2 separate regions of the Ovis aries genome follow, and region 1 is linked to region 2. The links are chromatin contacts, called in public Hi-C maps. All regions are on one chromosome and are shown on one strand. Each heading gives the region's core, a stretch centred on a gene start, on an enhancer-like site or on the middle of the called end of the contact. The rest is flanking DNA. Distances are from core to core; before and after follow the strand shown.

Region 1 (3,911 bases), core at 330-2,829, 85 kb before region 2:
TTACATGTTCTCATTAACCTTCTCTTGATTTATAGTTCAATGGCTAATTGCCATGTGAGTATTACCCAAAGAGTTGGACACGACTGAGCAACTGAACTGATTACCCAAAAACTCCAGAAGGGTTGTCCTAAATCTATTTTTCTCAAAAGGTCTTTATTCGTTTCAAATTCCTCTTTCACGATGAATTTGTGCCAACGGCACGCTCATGCCTCATGCGCCCACTTCACAGACAAGTGACCCCTGAGAAAGGGGGTTCATGGGCACTCTGGAGTCTGGATCCCACTGGAACCCGCTGTAAAATGCTGGTTTGGCCACAGCTCCGAGTTCTTCTCCAAGATGATTTAGACCACGTTACAGAACCCAGATGGAGCACCCCTGATGTGAACGAGCTGTAGCAGGACTCTGCACAGAGACCCGCCCCCAAGAGGACCAGGGCAGCCAGCCTGCCAGGCAGGTTCCAGGGGTGCCTGCTGTGTGCCCCTCCCGCCTATGCTCTGCAAGGGGCAAGGTGCACAGCCCCTGCCAGGGACAGGGAGCTGGATTCTTTACCTCTGGCACACTTATTTACACGTCCATTTTCTGCCTGGGATGTCTTCCACACGATTCCAGTATTACAACATGGGCTACAAATGTCTCACTATCTTATTTAAAAGGAAAAGGATTGGGTTAGTTGAACTTGACTGGAAAGTAATTTGGCGCCATATATCAAGAACTGGAAAGACAGAACTGTTAAGCTGGGAAATCTCATTTCTGTGAATTTATCCTCATGAACTAACCCAAAATAAGGAACAAATTTTATACATGGATGTCGCAGCATTGTTCATAAAAGAAAAAAAAGAAGAAACTTAAAATATTAACTGACAGGTTGGTTAAATTATGTCACAGCCCCTCAGAAGAATATTAGGCAACCATTAAGAATTATAAAGACCACCCAGTTATATGCAAAATGCATATAATACATTAAATGAAAATGCAGGAGACAAAATTTTACGTATACAATGAAACAAACTATAAAAAAGTACCCATATAGATAAGCCTGGAATGAAATGCACTAAAATCAACATGGTTGTGTTGAGAGTGGAGAATGATGAGTGTTGTCTCCATGTCTTGGAACTTTCTGTCATATTATTAAATTACTTTCATGAATAATAAATTTTAACACAGGCACGTTTAGGTTGGAACTTGAAACCTACCCAATATTTCATATCAATAACGCATCAGGCCCACACCTGGCCTGAGGCTACGAAAGCCGCCCAAGTTAGCACGGGAGCTGCTTCCAGAAACAGGTGTGTGCCCGGCCCTGCGTTCAGGGTGTGTGGCTGAGGCACTACTCCAGAGCCCACGCAGGCCCCCCCTGCCCTGGAGCTGGGGAGGACTGAGAGGGCGCGCTGGCCTGGGCAGGGCTCGGTGCTGCCAGACTCTGCTCCTGCAGGCCTGCTGAGAGCCCAGCTCCTCTGGCTCTAGCCCTTTCCCTCTGAGTGTTTTTTCCCAAGAAACCGGTCAACAAAAGATTGAACTGATCCTGTGTGCTTGCGGCCACAGCTGGCACTGATCTGTCAAACAAAGGGGTAGCTGGACGTTCTCACGAGTTCCCTGGCAACTACACGCAGAGACCACAGCGCATTGTTCTTCCAGGCCCGTCACCGACTGTCCTGACAGAGGACATGGGGGCGGGAATCCCGATGACAGGGACGCCGCCCCCACAGAGCTGATGCTCCCTGCGAGATCCCGGTTCACAGGTCCATGCTGTGTGCATGTCTCCCAGACACTCTTCACACGCCCTTAAGGAGCAGGGTTCACGTCCTCAGCAAAAAGCAAGAAACCTGAGAACCAAAGAGACCGAATCAAGAGCACGGAGCCAATGGGCAGCAAGGGCACCAGGGTTCACACTCTGTCCACAAGGCCAGGCCAGCCCTGGGTGGTCTGGCCATCCCCTGCCCTTCTGGGGCAGGCCTGATTCAGCGGCCTGACTGACTGGCCTGGCCTGAGACAGGATCCACAATAACTCGGGGCAACCCCCCCTTGTCTTCCCTTATTCACCTTCACAAGAATTATCATTTTACACTAATTTTTTTTTTCCCAAGGCTGCTTTTCGTGCCCACACGTTTTATCTTGCTTAATTATAAGGAGAAAGATGGTAGGAAGGTGATTTGCTGCATGGAACTCGGGTTCACAGGCAAATTCAGATTTCTGCTCTGGAGTTCACTCAGTAGGAATCGTAACTGCTGCCCAAGGGGACGCTGCAGGAATGAAGTGAGACCCGTGCAGTGGATGCTAAGCCTGACACACTACAGGCTCTCAATGCGTGACCCCCATCCCACATCACAGGCCTAGACATTTAAGGGACTTATTTTACAGCAGAGAAAAGTGGAGCGCACACACACAGAAATTATCTGAGATCCCACAGTTAAAAAAGTCATGAGACTTCTATCCACTGCAGACCCACAGAGTCTATAGAATTCAAGAATCACCACCAGGATATGCCAACCGCATGGAATTTGTTTAAGCAGTGCTTGCCTCTCATCACTAATGTGTTAAAGTCTGAGAATTTAACCACCTCTTCTGATACAGTTATTTCTAATTCAGATTTTAATTTAATGTTGAGTTTCAAAGAGCCAGTTTCTCTCTTAATTTACTCTCTACAGCCCAAAGATTCAGGTATCCATTGGCTTTGAAACTAGAAAAACTAGATTCAAATCCATGTTCCAGAACTTTACAAATTATCAATCATTCTAATTCTCAGTAGCACATATCCAGAATGCTGGACGTTGAGAGGTTTAAAGAAAGTAAACGTGAAATACTTTGAATACAGCAGAGCTAACACTTTGAGGATGTGTTGCTGCTGCTGCTGCTGCTGCTGCTAAGCTGCTTCAGTCGTGTCCAACTCTGTGCGACCCCACAGACAGTGGCCCACCAGGCTCTGCCATCCCTGGGACTGTCCAGGCAAGAACACTGGAGTGGGTTGCCATTTCCTTCTCCAATGCGTGAAAGTGAAGTTGCTCAGTTGTGTTTGACTCTTAGCGATCCCGTTGACTACAGCCCACCAAGCTCCTCTGTCCATGCGATTTTCCAAGCAAGAGTACTGGAGTGGGGTGCCATTGCCTTCTCCAATGAGGATGTGTTGGGCCAGATGAATTAAGCACCAGAAAGAACTCATTAGAAGTCAGTGGGCCTTACATGGGTGTGAAATGCAGAAGAGTGTACTTGAAGCAAATCAAGCAGAACATGAAACGCACTCTGACTCACACGCACAGAGGCCTAGGAAACAGCCCTGTAATCCCGGATCCCGCCAGCAAACCCCATGCCTGGGGAGCGCCAGTGTCTGTTTTTAAAGAAATTCTGCTGGTGAGCATCTCCAAAAGTTTATACCTCATATCTTACAAAAGGGAGTGGGTGGCTTAAAATAAAAAATCTAAACAGAAACACCAAAGAAATGGAACATCAAGACTGATGGCAATGAGGAAGCACGTTTGAATTCTCATCTTGAGCTCTCCAAAGACGAAAGTAAACGAAGAAACATAAAGAAGAATTTATGATGTGATGAGAAGTGGTCAAAGGTGAGGAACCTGCCCAAGGTGAACAGGACATGATCAGGTAAGAACCCATTCAGATCAGACTCCTATCCCTCGTGAAGCCATAAGTACCTAAACACAGACTGCATTTCTGGTGGCCAATCCTAAAATTTGTCATGAAAGGAATGGATTTGGAGTCACGGGTGGTGGTGGATTAAAGTGTCTGCATTTCTTTCCTGCTCCTCTCCAGGGTGCTGGAGTGCACGGCCCTAAGCCGCCTGGACCCTGGCCCTGGGACTTACTGTAGCTCACTGGGTGGCAGCAACCCAGAGTCTAAGATAGGCTCGTCATCCTGTTCTCTGTCTGCCCCCTCCAAACTCGGCCCTATGGCCCGCACAC
Region 2 (3,719 bases), core at 66-2,565:
CCAGTTACTAGCGTCCTGCTTGTTCCAGGATACCATTCTCTGGTTCCAGTTCAACCCATGGTCCACCTTCATTAACTCAGAATTTCCTGGATTTGCGCTGACACTAACCGTCACAGTATAGGGGTTACACGGTGTGGGGTCACTTTCAAAGCCTGGTAGTTGCCAAACACGACAAACACCGCTGGCGGCATGCGCACCGCCCAGAGCCTCCGCTCTCCCAGCAGGATCGCAGGGCCAGGCGCCCCAGGCGCTCCATTTCCTTCCTAGAGCGGCTGGCTGTGCAGAGCGGCTCACGCGGTCCCCACGGCCCAACCCCTCGGCCCTGGGAACCCATCTAGAACACACTCAGCAGAAGGACCACCCCACTGAACAGGAGCGAGGGGCCGGGAGAGGCGGGCGCCGGGGGCCGCGCCGAAGCCGGTCCAGGCGAGCACCGGGGCAGGGAGGGGACCGTCGGGGGTGTGGGCGGCCGGCCTCGCCCGGGCGCGGGGGCCTTCCGCCTGCACCGCCGGGGCGGTCTGTTCCGTCGGGCGCGGGGCTGGCTGCGCCCCCGCCCCCAGGGGAAGCGGGCCGAGACCCAGAACTGCCCCCTCCCCGCGGCGCGGCGAGGAGGGGGAGGCAGGGGGGCTGCAGTGGCTGGTTTCAAAGGGCTGAAAAGAAACTTGGACTCCTCTCCCCCAAGGTACGTGACACGCTGGAAAGGCGGCCGCCTCTCTCCCTTCCCCCCACCCCCTTTTGTGCTTCCCCCATACTCTCACCCCCAAACTTCTCACCGCAGGGGACTGGGCTCCCGACGGCCGGACGACACTCAGATTAGGAGGAGCAGAGAGCGGGGCCAGGGGGCGACCAGAGGCGTCAGCGCCCCCAGCCCCGGGAGCCGCGCGGGGTCGCCCCCTCCCGGGCCCGGAGAGCACCGAGCGGCCGGCGGCGCCCCCGGCCCCAGGCACTCGGTCGCGAGGCCCAAGGCGGGGGCGGATGGCCAGAGCCGCGATCCGGGCGGAGAAGGGCAGGAGGGGCCTGGAGACCCCTCGCGCCCCGGCGGTGCGTCCGGGCGAGGGGCCTCGCGGCGCGGCCCGGGCGCAGGGGCGCCGGGGACCCCGGGCGCCGGGCCGCGCGGGCAGGCGCCCCACTCACCTTCCTGCCGGCGCCGCCGCCCGCGCCCGCGGCCAGTGCGGAGCCGCCCCCCGAGTACATGTAGTAGGCGATGCCCAGCACCCACAGGAAGGCGAAGCAGAGCAGCATCCGCGAGCGCCGCCGCATCCTCCCGACTCGGCCGCCGGCCGCGGCCGCTGCTCGCGAGTCTGCCTGGGGCCGCGGCGGGCGCGGGCCGGGGCGGAGCGCAGGAAGGGGAAGGGCGCGGCGGCTCCTCCCCCGGCGCGGCTGGCGGCGAGGGCGGCGCGCGCCCGGCGCCCGAGCTCCGCCCCGGCCGGGAGCGCCGCGCGGCGCCGGAGCAGGAAGCGGCAGCCGCGGAGGCGGCCGGGGGGTCAGGGAGCAAAGGGCGACCAATCGGCGGCGGCTGCGGGGGCCCGGCGGGGGCGGAAGGGGGCATTGCCGCGTCTCGGCGGCGGCGGCTCGGGTGCCCCCCGGGGGGTGCCTCCGCGGGCCGCCGCCCGGCCGCCGCGGTGAGTGACAGGTGGTCGCCGGGGCCCCGGGCAGGGCGCGCACACGTGCGCACACACGCGGGCGCCCACACCGGGGACCGCGGGTCGCCGCTTCCTCACGCTGCCCGGGCGAAAGCATTACCGCCTCGGTCCTCAGCCTTTGGGACCACCCCAGACCCCTGGCAGGCTCCCTCTTATTGGCCGACCGACCTGAGTTTTTTGGTGCAAACCCCCTCTTCAGGACCAGACTCGGCTGCTGCTCACTGCAGTTTTCTTACCAATCTTGCAGCAAAAACACCCCTAATCCCCAGGTGTCTATTTTATTGATTTGTTTACGCAGAGGTGGGGGCCTAGCGGTAGAAACCAGAGAGGTTTTTTTCAAGGGAATATGTTTCTGGGGATGAACAGAGCGCTTAATAGCAGGGTTTTCTTTTTCGTTTATTTATTTATTTATTTTTTTAATTTTACTTTACGATACTGTATTGGTTTTGCCATACATTGACATGAATCCGCCACGGGTGTACATGAGTTCGCAATCCTGAACGCCCCTCCCACCTCTCTCCCCATATCATCAAACGCGAAATGAGGAAAAAGGAAGGCAACACGTATTTTTAAAATCGTTTCTTTGCGGTTGTTTCAATATTAGAAGAAAGAAGAGGCAGCACAAGTAACAGCTTTAAAGATGCAAGAAGACAGATCTGTCTTGTAACAGAATCTGAGTAACCTTGACAATGCCCTTGTAACAGCAAAGTTTCCAGTGTTCCTAGGAAAGAAAGAATGTTACTTAGCGCTTAATATTTTAAAAAGGATTCCAGGAGCTGCCCAGTTCAGAGGATAAAGGCAGCTGTCTGCGTCTGAATCTCTACTCACATCCTCAATAAAACACAAACACAAACAAGCCTTCAGCTCTACTATGACAGTGAATGTCATGAACTGACCTTCAAATTACTTAAGTAGAATAAAGAAAAGACATCATATTCCAACAGAGCTCCCTCCACTGTTGCCAAGGACTTAACTGTAACCCAGGCTTAAATCCTTCTATGAAGAGCAAGTCCAACCCCAAGAACTAAACACTGAACACAGGTTGGGTACTTGACTGGACAAGGGAAGAGGCCTGAAAGAGAATGGGACAGGATGTGGGAGGCTTGAGGAGGCCTTGGTTTTGGGAAGTGTCAAATAAATAGAGAAATGGCAGTGCCCTTTGGAGATCTGGTAGTGAAGGGAAAGAAAGAACTGAAAAAGGAAAATTAAGGATCCCACAGAAATAAATGACAACTAATCCCTCCCTCAGAGTGGTTATCTATTAAAAACTGCACTTCAGTATGCAGAGAAAAGATGCTTCCCAAGTGACTCAGTGGTCAAGAAACCTCCTGCCAATGCAAGAGACACAGGTTCTATCCCTGGGTCGGGAAGATCCCCTGGAGAAAGCACTGGCAACCCACTCCAGTATTCCTGCCTGGGGAATCCCATGGACAGAGGAGCCAGTCCATGGAGTTGCCAAAGAATCGGGCATGACTTAGTGACGAAACAACAACAGTGCAGAGAAGAGGGCATTCTAGAACCATGAGCCCTGTATCAGGATGCCTAGTAACACTAAAACATCAAAATTACTGCATAAAAAGCTACTGCAAAGAAGAAAATACATTTCTTATAAGATGAATCATAACATTTCAACTGATGAAAATCCTCCATCAATAAAACTACAAAGCAGAGAAAAATTGTAACACTGTATGTCAAACTCTCAAGCTGAACAAAGTTTCCTATATGTGGATGCAGAGAGAGAGACACACACACACACACACACACACACGTTTACATACCACTAGAACCAGAAATTCAAAACCTAAGAATATATTATATAAAAATTAGGGTGAATTACAGTAGAAGTTGATCAGATTCAAGAAATTAAAAATAAAGACAAAACTATCCCAGAAACAAGTAATTGTAAGACACACGAGAGAATATATCAAATACAATTATGTAAAAGAACATTGAATAATGGCAAGAAAATCATCAAGAAATTGAGAATAAGATAAAGAAGTAAAAAAGCTTTCAGAGATAAGTGGTTGAGATGAAAGCCAGGAAGGAAAAACCAAAATACATATCACTGGAGCCTCT

What was found. A called contact is a pair of places that touch in the nucleus more often than the background predicts.
Region 1: a contact with region 2 is called in a Hi-C map of hypothalamus, with 2.3 times the contacts expected there. The contact joins the enhancer-like site here to the promoter of GALNT2 in region 2. A contact is called at or near these places in 2 of 16 Hi-C or Micro-C datasets (hypothalamus and liver).

Annotation. Positions count from the first base shown.
Region 1 is chr25:1,730,304-1,734,214 of ARS-UI_Ramb_v3.0, reverse strand. The region is part of intron 1 of GALNT2 (polypeptide N-acetylgalactosaminyltransferase 2); the gene reads right to left. Among named protein-coding and RNA genes, the nearest start is that of TRNAE-UUC, 72 kb to the left of the region's middle. Within about 2 kb of position 1,579, at least 9 of the 54 cell types and tissues checked have an H3K27ac peak or open chromatin away from gene starts, as enhancers often do. A contact at or near this core is called in hypothalamus, where this site is marked.
Region 2 is chr25:1,645,674-1,649,392 of ARS-UI_Ramb_v3.0, reverse strand. GALNT2 (polypeptide N-acetylgalactosaminyltransferase 2) reads right to left here and starts at 1,315. Exons shown (of 16, transcript XM_042241051.2): 1 at 1,135-1,315. The coding sequence starts at 1,260.